Regions from separate parts of the Zea mays genome. Here regions 2 and 3 are each linked to region 1. Evidence: chromatin contacts called from public Hi-C data. All regions are on one chromosome and are shown on one strand. Each heading gives the region's core, a stretch centred on a gene start, on an enhancer-like site or on the middle of the called end of the contact. The rest is flanking DNA. Distances are from core to core; before and after follow the strand shown. Region 1 holds the start of LOC103644232 (protein GLE1). Region 2 holds the start of LOC103644237 (mitochondrial Rho GTPase 1). Region 3 holds the start of LOC100277603.

Region 1 (3,224 bases), core at 386-2,885:
CTATATAGGGTTGTGACTCCTTTACGAATATGTTGAAGACGGTCTTAAGATCCCTACATTCCATATGCGAGAGTTGAATACGTTTTGAAAGTTGTAGTTCTTTTGAAATGGTTTTTCATTGAAAACCAGTTTTAAACTCTTACTAGTTCGTTTTGTACGACTCATTCGTGAGAGCCAGAGGTAAACGTTATTCAAATAAGCACCAATACGTGTGACTTTGTGGTTCTTTTTTAGTGAACATCACGTGACATGTTTTTTTATTTTCTTCTTTTCCCCCCTTCCCTTCTCCCCTCATCAACACTATAGCATAGTCACTAGCTCCATTTATCAGGGGCTCGGGGCACCTGCCTCCTTGCACTCTCGAACGAGCTTGGGCAAGTGATTGATGAGTGCCAAGTGATTGATGAGTGTTTTTTTGACATATGTGCAACATGAACTATAACTTGATTTAGTACGTACACTATCAGAATTCGGCTCTTTATCGAGTGCCAAGTGATTGATGAGTGTTTTTTTTTTGACATCAGCAAAGAAGTTTTTGCTTAGTGTAAAAAGCACACACTCGGGAACACTTCTTTGCCGAGTGTTTTTCGATACTCGGCTTCTTTGCTAAGTGCTTTTTTCTAACGTTAGGTATAGAGATTCTTTGCCGAGTGCACAAGAAAAATATTGGGTAAAAAAATCTTTTGCTGATAAAATATTTGCCGAGTGTAACATTCGGCAGACTTTGTCGAGTGTTAGGACGCTCGTCAAGAAGGCGAGTGCGACAATGATAATTGCAATATAATTTTTTTACTCAGTTTTAACATTGGTCGTTAGATAGGGCCCTAGACTCTGTATTTGTATGATTGTTTTATTTGGGTCTATAGTCTTCAATTTTAATGTTTAGGTATCTAAACTTTAGACCGTTCTTAGTGACTGATTTATTCTTATTAAATGGCATGCCAGATAAATAAATAGGATAATATGTCATGTAATTTAATAAAGAGAGATATGAGAAAGCTTTAAGGGATGAAACTTTATATAGCTAAATATTAATAAGGCAATCTTGGAAACATTACGATAAACTATATCTATTGAGAATGGTGAATGGTCTTAGGAGGTGTTTAATTGCACTAGAGCTAACTGTTAGCGGCTAAAATTAGTCGGAGACATCCAAACACTCTAGCTAATAGTTCAGCTATTAGTTATTCTTAATAAAATAGTTAATAGTTAGCTAGCTATTTATTAGTTAACTAATTTCACCAGTAACTTTTTAGTCAACTAACAATTAACTCTAGTGCATTCAAACACCTCATTAAAGATGTCGTCTAGATCCTTTTTCTTTGTCATGGACGCCAACATCGGCTCAAATGGACTATGATCTGACTCCATATGCAAAAAAAAAATACCTGTGCGAAAAGAAGTTGAAACAAGGATGCTTCGCCGTGAGAAGAATTATTCATTTTTTAGCAATAGTTTCTGAAAACCATGTCAAAAAGGCTTAAATTCAATTAGCTACTGCTTTTAGCAGGAACCGTCCAGTTTGCCAATTAGCTTGAAAATTCACACAAGAGGGTCGAGGCCCAGCCTCCCTTCCCATGGCTAGCCCAGCTATCCGCCGGCCCATTCGGCCATCCCCACACGCTCCTTCCTTCGGGCTCAAACGTCAAAAAACCTCAAGCCCCCCGCTTCTAGTTCTAGCGGCCAGCGGGCAAGCTCTCCCTCTCGCTCTCCCTCTGCGGTGCGGCACCGCCGATCCCCTCGCCGTCGATTCATATCACCCCTTTCGATTCAAGCGACGCCGCGGCCGCCGGCCATCGCATAGGTGACGCCACCGTCCCTGTCCCGCCGTCGCTACGAATTTGCTACACCTACACGTTTTCATTTGCTGGTTTCGCCGATGATCTGATCACGGCGCGCTACTTCGCCTACTTGCCTGCTTCAGCTTCAATCCATCGGGGGGTTCCTTTCAGTTAATAAGATCGATTTGAAAAGCGCACCCGGCAACCTGCTCCGCTCCTGCGCTGTTTAGGTTCCGGCCTGTGTCAAAGCGTGCATCTCACGCGAGGCGCACCAAGGCCGGAGCCCTGGCCACCTAGGGTCACCTCCCTGCGATCGGGCCGCGGCGACGGGGACGGCCGCGATGTAATCCCACTCTGCCGTCTCATCAGCTTGCCTTCTCCCTTCCGTTGGTGTTCGTTGTGACTGACGTGTTTCCTGTTCCCCCCTCTCGGTTTTGCCTCCCGCCGCAGGGGCTTCGAGCGTGTGGAGCTGCGTTGCCCCAGGGACCTGGACCCGCGCCCGAGCTGGACGCTCGGCGACGTGCTCGCCGAGCTCGACGCGCTAGACGCCACCCGCCGCGCTGCGCCGCCCACGCCCCTGAAGCAGCCGCCCCATTGGTAATCTCTCGCTTGTGTCTGGCTCTAGTGATTTGCCGTCCCATGAGGTTGAATTAGTTTTGTTTGGTCAATTTAGGGTTAACGGCGTCGGTACGAGGGAGAAGGCATTTGTGATGCGGGTTGATGGCTACGACGAAGACGACTTAGAAGATGAAGACGATGGTACAAGTGCTGGGAAGTCCCGGGCTCTCATGGCTAAAGGAGCAAGGTTCTCGTGTAACGATCTCCAATCAAGGTGAATTTTGATCTACAACTGGGTACATGTAATTGCTGTTTCCATAGAATTTGTGTCATGGTTTCTGGATTAACTACCTGTAGCGGGAGGGATAATTGTAAGTGTTGGTGCCTTTTGGGGGGCACCAATCACTCAACACGAACCGGCGGCGGTGCCCTCTGTAGAGGCGCGGACGGTCCGCGGCCAGGGGCCGGACGGTCCGCGACCTGGAACAGAGGCTTGGGTTCCCTGCCTGACGGCCGGACGGTCCGCGCCCTGGGGCCGGACGGTCCGCGCGTGCGCAGGGGGTGGCGAAGGTCGCCGGCGGCGCCTGGATCTCGCTTCCGGGAGGGACCCCGTCGGGGAGGAGAGATCCTAGGTGATGTCTAGGCTCGAGCAAACCGACCTAGACTGCTCTAATCGACGTAGAGTCGAAGAGAAGCGGAGAACTTGGAGATTGAGAGGCTAAACTAGAACTAGACTAGAACTACTCCTAATTGCATAAGATAAAAACAAGAAATAGACTTGATTTGATCGATTGGTGGGGGCTCAATCGGCCGTAGCCCTTCATCTATATAAAGGGGGAGGTCTGGATCCGCTTCAAACTGTTTCTTGAGTTAATCCCGTGGTTT
Region 2 (3,224 bases), core at 502-3,001, 240 kb before region 1:
AAACCTATTCATGTTCATGCCACTTGACCCTATGGTAGATGTGTCTGATGCATTGAGGGACATGTCGCCTATTACGGGCTGGAATAGTAGGGATATAATCTGGTTTCACCATCCACAATGTGCGGTGTAGTACAACTAGATGGAGCCCAATGATCATCTCCTGTGTTCCTAACATCTTCATACATGATGGTGTTTTCTTCCTCGTGCAAGAGAGGCCCATCTTTAAACTTAACAATTCCTTTGTATTGCTGCACATTAGGAGAAAGATGTTAGACATATAACATGTAATACAAGATGCAATAAAGAGAATTATATAAAATTTTATTACCTTATTCAGGTTCTTCCACCTTTCATTCGTCGCACTCCATGTTTTTAGCGGTGTCCCATCCTAACCCGGTTTATCTCGATAATCTTTTCCAGTTTGTGTACTCAATCCTCATATTGTCCCATTTGTTCTTGAACTGCATTTTGGTATAGGACAACCTGGTATTTTCTTTGAATTTGTCCATCACATTTTTGTACCCTATTTTATTCAAGTGGGTGCCATAACGATTATGCGCCTTCGCTTGTTCGGCGAACAATTCATATACTAGGGCTGTGTTCTCTTCATTCTGATCAGCACTATCACCCATAATGCTATAAAAAAATTAAACCTCAAACAAATATGCATGCTGTAAAAAAAATTAAAACCTAAAACAAATATGTACAGCTGTTGTGATGCATATGCATTCATGGATGACGAGTGAGCATTGGGTTCTCTACTCGCACGTACGCTACTATTGTTACAGACATATGAACAAACCACCTCTTGTGCATGGTGCTAGTGCATGAGCCTGTTCTGTTTGCTTCCATCGCAACTGCAGTAACATAGCAATAATGTAGCAAAAATTAACAGAACTGTCTATCCAAATATAGTGACAGATTGCACTTGGTAGGAAGCTAGCTTGGAGACTGGCGGAGGGAATTGCAGTACATAGACGAAGACACACCACTGGCGGGTGTTGAGGATGGCGCCGACACTGGCTGACTCCCTGAGGTTGATGGCTAGAGGGCGAAAAAGTGGCTGGAGGGCGGCACGGTGGCTGGAGGGCGGCAGATTTGCTGGAGAACGACAGAACCCTAGCCGCCGCTACCTGTAGGCAAGGGGTCGTGAAACAGAGGCCGGACGCCGTGGGGGTACGAGAGGGGATCGTGATGATTTTTTTCAATGGCATTTACGAGTAATTTTGGTCAATCTTTAAGGGAAGGTCTATATTTGGTTGGTTGAGGAGCTGTTTTAAGAGACGATGAAGCATGTTTTTTTATCCCACTTTTCTTTCACAAAAACGACTTCCAATCTTTCTGCTACATGAGAATCAGTAAAAAAATTTCCGTTTAGCACAGCTTCTCTGAATCCTCACTTAGAATCAGAGTTAGAGTTGGGTCTGTTTGGTTGGGCTGTGGATGTGAAAAAAGGTGCTGTGGGCTGTGAGCTATGAAAAAAACTGTTGTGGCCTGTGAACTGTTAAAAAACTAAAAATCATTTGGTAGAAACCACTAAAAGCCGTTAAAAGTTCTTCGATATATTTTTTAACATTTCTATTCGAAAGGCACTAAAAGCAAGTCCAGTGATGTTTTCAGTTTTGCACTGCGAGAAAGTCAGCATTTAGAAAGCTGCTTTATGAATCCAGTCCTTTAGTTTGACTTTTGATTTTTACGAGGCAAAACCAAAGCCAAACCAAACACACCTCGTGTCTCTTTATCTTCCTCAAAATTATTGTGAGTCATTTTTTTAAAAAATCCTTATGAAACGAGTTGTCCCGATCAAGCCAATATCACACCCAAATCCCGCAAAACCCTAAGCCAAGCAGGGAGGGAGAAGACGCGAGGAGAGAGAGAGAGAGAGGAGGTGCGCGGCATGGCGGGTGCGACGTCCCTGGCGGCGGCCGCTAATCTGGCGGGCAAGTCGAGCGTGCGGGTCGTCGTGATCGGCGACCCCGGCACCGGCAAGTCCAGCCTCATCGTCGCCCTCGCCACCGAGCAGTTCCCCGAGAACGTACCACGCGTCATGCCCCCCACCCGCCTCCCCGCCGACTACTTCCCCGATCGCGTCCCCATCACTATCATCGACACGTCGTCCAGGTATTCCGACCGCGTCCCCCTCCTACCGCGCATCTCGGATTCGTTAGATCTTGACGGGATGGATGAATACCTGGGGTTGAGTTGATTTTGCGCGTCCCTTTGATTGCAGCCCGGAGCAGAAGCCGAAGTTGATCGCCGAGTGCCAGGCAGCCGATGCGGTCGTGCTCACCTACGCCTGCGACCGGCCCGCCACACTGGAGCGGCTCAGTTCGTTCTGGCTTCCCGAGCTCCGGCGACTTCAGGTAATGCCGCGATTCGATGCAGTGTGGCGTAGGTCTAGATCGCTTGCGTTTGAGTGTCTCTAGGGTTGGCCCATTGTGATTTCTCTTGTCTGGTTTATGTGATACAGTTGAAGGCTCCAGTTATCGTGGTGGGGTGCAAGCTGGACCTGAGGGACGAACAGCAGGTTAGCCTTGAACAGGTTATGGCGCCCATCATGCAGTCCTTCCGCGAGATTGAGACATGCATTGAGTGCTCCGCTCTTCGGCAGATCCAGGTCCCCCCTCTTATACTTGATTGGCTATTTGTACCCCCTAAATGTCTCATACTTACCTTTGTGTTATCTGAACATTTGTCAGACACATTAGAATAAGGCTTGCTTGTAGTGCTCCAAACATGGATAGTGTGTGACTAGTGTATTAAAATTCCCGGCATCTGGAATTCTGATTGAACTATTGGCGCTGACTTATTTTTTTGGCAGGTGCCTGAGGTCTTCTATTATGCCCAGAAGGCAGTACTTCACCCAACTGCTCCGCTCTTCGATCAAGAGTTACAAGCTCTGAAGCCTCGATGTGTGAGAGCGTTGAAGCGGATATTTATTATATGTGATAATGACAAGGATGGTGCTCTCAGTGATGTGGAGCTCAATGAATTCCAGGTTTGTGTTCATGAAGGCTACCATGCTTTCCATCTAGCAGTATACAACATAACTACTTAATAATATACTCTATTGTTTCTAGTGATGTGAGGTTCTTCTTGCTGCTTTACAGGTCCGATGCTTTAATGCTCCACTCCAGCCTACTGAAATTTCAGGAGTTAAGAGAGTTGTTCAGGAGAAGATGCCTGAAGGCGTAAATGAAAGCGGCCTTACCTTGACTGGGTTC
Region 3 (3,224 bases), core at 297-2,796, 170 kb before region 1:
TTCGGCTTAGGACCTTCGTCCATGTCGCAATCTGAATTCGTTATTCTAACAAATTAATATTGCGAGGGGCTACTGTTGGGGGCCTTCGTCCTTCGAAGGTCCTCAAAAACGTAATTTAACAATATTTCCCAAGTATGATTTATGGACAGGTATCTTCGGATTCATGGTAAAAGCAGACACGATGAGGAGCTTGATCGTGACGAAGGTTGTCGTCGCCTCGAAGCTGTGCGAAAGGGAGTTTCGGCTAAATCACAGAAAAGGGAACCGACTTAAAAGGGAAAATGTTGTTCAGTCCTCGTAGATTTTTCTATAAGTCAATAGCAAATGTAAAGGGCATAATTGTAATCTCTCATAGGCTGAGTCATGTGCCTATAAATAGATGAACAGTACCCCGTACTGTTCACGCTGATTGACTTTTGCTTTTACGCCACAATTGTACTTTTTGTCTTCTGTCAAGCCAAAGGTACTGTTGTTAATTCAATATTGTTTCTACCTTTTCATGGTAATATAATAAGAATGAATTAACAACGTTATATGATTGTTTATGTCATCTCTTATATTTCATATGCTTCTTCTTTTATTATTATACTCTGCTGTGATGAAGGTATGCCCTTCATAACCTTCGTCTGAAGATCATTATATCCTAAAGAGAAATAATGTTTCGAAGGACGAAGGGCATTAACATTTAATATCTTGTGTTGCCTTGTTCTTAATTAATAATATTTGAGTAAAGTCCCCAACAGTCTCCAATGGCTAGCTATTTCACTAGCTAGATTCACTCTCTTTCCTACGTGTATAGAAAATATGGGGAAAACGAGAATAGCTAGTGACGAGCAAATAGATAGAAGATTTCAAGTAATACAAGAAACTGAGTGTATTATGTGTGGGACCAATGACTAGTGGTGAGATAAATTACTATTTTTTTTTTCTCGTCTCTGCATAGGTAGCTATTTTATACAACTATTGTGGATGCCCTATAAGTTTATAAATATTTTTATAGACCGTGATTGGCCGTTGGATATTTAATGCACACCGGTGCGAGTACAACATTAAAAACGAAATCCATTGGGCACCATCGATCCAATCCGGCTGCTCCGTTGCTGTTTTTTTCTTTTACGTGCTGGACAAAAATGGTCGAGCTGCGATGAATTCCAGCGGCAGCGAGCCAGCGACGAACCGTCCGACGACAGCATACCCGACCGAGTGCATAGGCACGTACCCCGATACCCGTGCAGGCGTGCAGCGGTGCAAGGTCCACCAGCAAATCCGCGGCGCAGGCTCGCCTCCCGCGAACTGCCACGCGGCGGTCTGCGACCCGCCACGTGCGAAGCGCAAGCGCTCCATCTGTCGCCGGTCCCGAACCTCCCCCAACGGCGCCCGCCGCTCCCAGCACCGACATCGCCGCAGCTGGATTACGTCCGCTCCCGCTGGCTCCTGGGTCCAGGGGGTTGGACCCGAGTACCCGACACCTTCTAGGTCCACGCGTCATTGGCCCATACCCATGTGGGCGTGGATTTGGACCGCGGTGGACGACGGCTGGACGCCTTTTCCACCGAAAACCAGCCCGGCCGCCCGGCGGCGAGGAGGAATCCCCATTCCCCCCCTCCTCACGCACGCTCCTCGCCATCTTTAGCCTGGACCCCACCTCCCGTGCCCCGGCCATTAAAGCGGGGGACGCCGACCCGGGCTCTCCCTGCCTCCTCGTCCCGTCCCTCCCAGCGCCCCGTTCCATTCGACCGCCGACCAGATCCACCCCCAACACGTCCAGCCATGCCGGCGCCGCCGCATCCAACGCCGCTGCTGCCACCGGCGGGGGAGCCGTTCCGCGTGTTCGTGGGGTACGACCCGCGGGAGCACGAGGCGTACGAGGTGTGCCGCCGCAGCCTGCTCCGGCGCTCATCGATCCCGCTTGACGTGCGCCCGATCCGGCAGGCGGAGCTGCGCGCCGCGGGGCTGTACACCCGGGCGCGCGGCCCCACGGAGAGCACCGAGTTCTCCTTCACGCGCTTCCTCACCCCGTACCTGGCGGGGTACCGCGGCTGGGCGCTCTTCGTCGACTGCGACTTCCTCTACCTGGCGGACCTGGCCGACCTCCTCGCCGCCGCGGCCGCCGCCGACCGCGCGGCCGGCGCCGGCCGCATTGCCGTCGCCTGCGTGAAGCACGAGTACCAGCCCGCCGAGGCCACCAAGATGGACGGCGCCATCCAGACGGTGTACCCGCGCAAGAACTGGTCCTCCATGGTGCTCTACAACTGCGGCCACCCCAAGAACGTGGCCGCGCTCACTCCGGAGGCCGTCAGCACCCAGACGGGTGCCTTCCTCCACCGCTTCGCCTGGCTCGACGACGACGAGATCGGGGAGGTGCCCTTCGCCTGGAACTTCCTCGTGGGCCACAACCGGGTCGACCCGGCCGACCCGGCCACGCGCCCCAGGGCCATCCACTACACCTCCGGCGGGCCGTGGTTCGAGCGCTACAGGGACTGCGAGTTCGCCGACCTCTGGCTCAAGGAGGCCGAGGAGCTGAGGGCCGACAAGGACAAGGAAAACGACAAGCTCAAGCTCCTCAAGGACATGGACGACGCCAACGGCAAGCAGGAGGTGGAGGAAGAGACGGCGCAGGAGAAGGAGAAGGAGAAGGGCAAGTGATGGTGGTATTCATCCATGGATCGGTGGTGCTGCATTGTGTGGAAGTGGATTGGTTCGTTTCTGTGCTTTGCTGCTATAGAGATTTCATTCTTTCATCTGTCTTCAACACCAATGTAGCGTTCCATTCCATCGATCTGTTACTGCTGATGTCTGGGAGATTAGGATGATTGGTAGGCCTGTATGGAGTAAGAAGGAATAATTTGTAGCTGCAATCGGATCATCATCCTTTAATAAGGAATGCCAACCCTATGTGCTTCAGCATTGCGCCGGTGAGGATGAGTGAGTGAGTGTGAGGCTTCTCACCACGCCGTGCAGAGAACGCGGCTTCTCGCTGCCCCCAATTTCATCGCTACTGCATCTGGGAACGAACCTCGTCAGCAGAATGACAGGACAGATCTTCTGTGTTCTTTCATTGTGGACCGTTGTCTATCTGTGCAGGACCTGTCGGCTGTCGGTGCGTGGAGACGATCCAAGTCTCTCTCGACCTCTCGTATGAGTCAAGACAGCTGGGAACGTGGAAGTCTCTCTCGGAACAGCTCCTCTCATGTGTATTGGGCTGTCGGGCCTCGCCTTCTCAT

What was found. Hi-C and Micro-C count contacts between places; a contact is called where the count stands out from the background.
Region 2: a Hi-C map of ear shows a contact between it and region 1, with 2.3 times the contacts expected there. The contact joins the promoter of LOC103644237 here to the promoter of LOC103644232 in region 1. A contact is called at or near these places in 3 of 25 Hi-C or Micro-C datasets (bundle sheath, ear and leaf).
Region 3: a contact with region 1 is called in a Hi-C map of leaf, with 5 times the contacts expected there. The contact joins the promoter of LOC100277603 here to the promoter of LOC103644232 in region 1. A contact is called at or near these places in 4 of 25 Hi-C or Micro-C datasets (ear, endosperm and leaf).

What each region holds. Positions count from the first base shown.
Region 1 is chr1:298,560,260-298,563,483 of Zm-B73-REFERENCE-NAM-5.0, reverse strand. LOC103644232 (protein GLE1) reads left to right here and starts at 1,635. Exons shown (of 15, transcript XM_035964423.1): 1 at 1,635-2,124; 2 at 2,232-2,378; 3 at 2,455-2,613. The coding sequence starts at 2,123.
Region 2 is chr1:298,804,234-298,807,457 of Zm-B73-REFERENCE-NAM-5.0, reverse strand. It overlaps LOC103644237 (mitochondrial Rho GTPase 1), which reads left to right and starts at 1,751. Exons shown (of 14, transcript XM_008667436.3): 1 at 1,751-2,121; 2 at 2,231-2,363; 3 at 2,471-2,617; 4 at 2,822-2,998; 5 at 3,111-3,224. The coding sequence starts at 1,898. LOC103644236 (a long non-coding RNA gene) reads right to left here and starts at 1,647. Exons shown (of 3, transcript XR_561549.4): 1 at 990-1,647; 2 at 329-857; 3 at 1-248.
Region 3 is chr1:298,732,034-298,735,257 of Zm-B73-REFERENCE-NAM-5.0, reverse strand. It overlaps LOC100277603, which reads left to right and starts at 1,546. Exons shown (of 1, transcript NM_001151116.2): 1 at 1,546-2,884. The coding sequence starts at 1,771. The coding sequence ends at 2,646.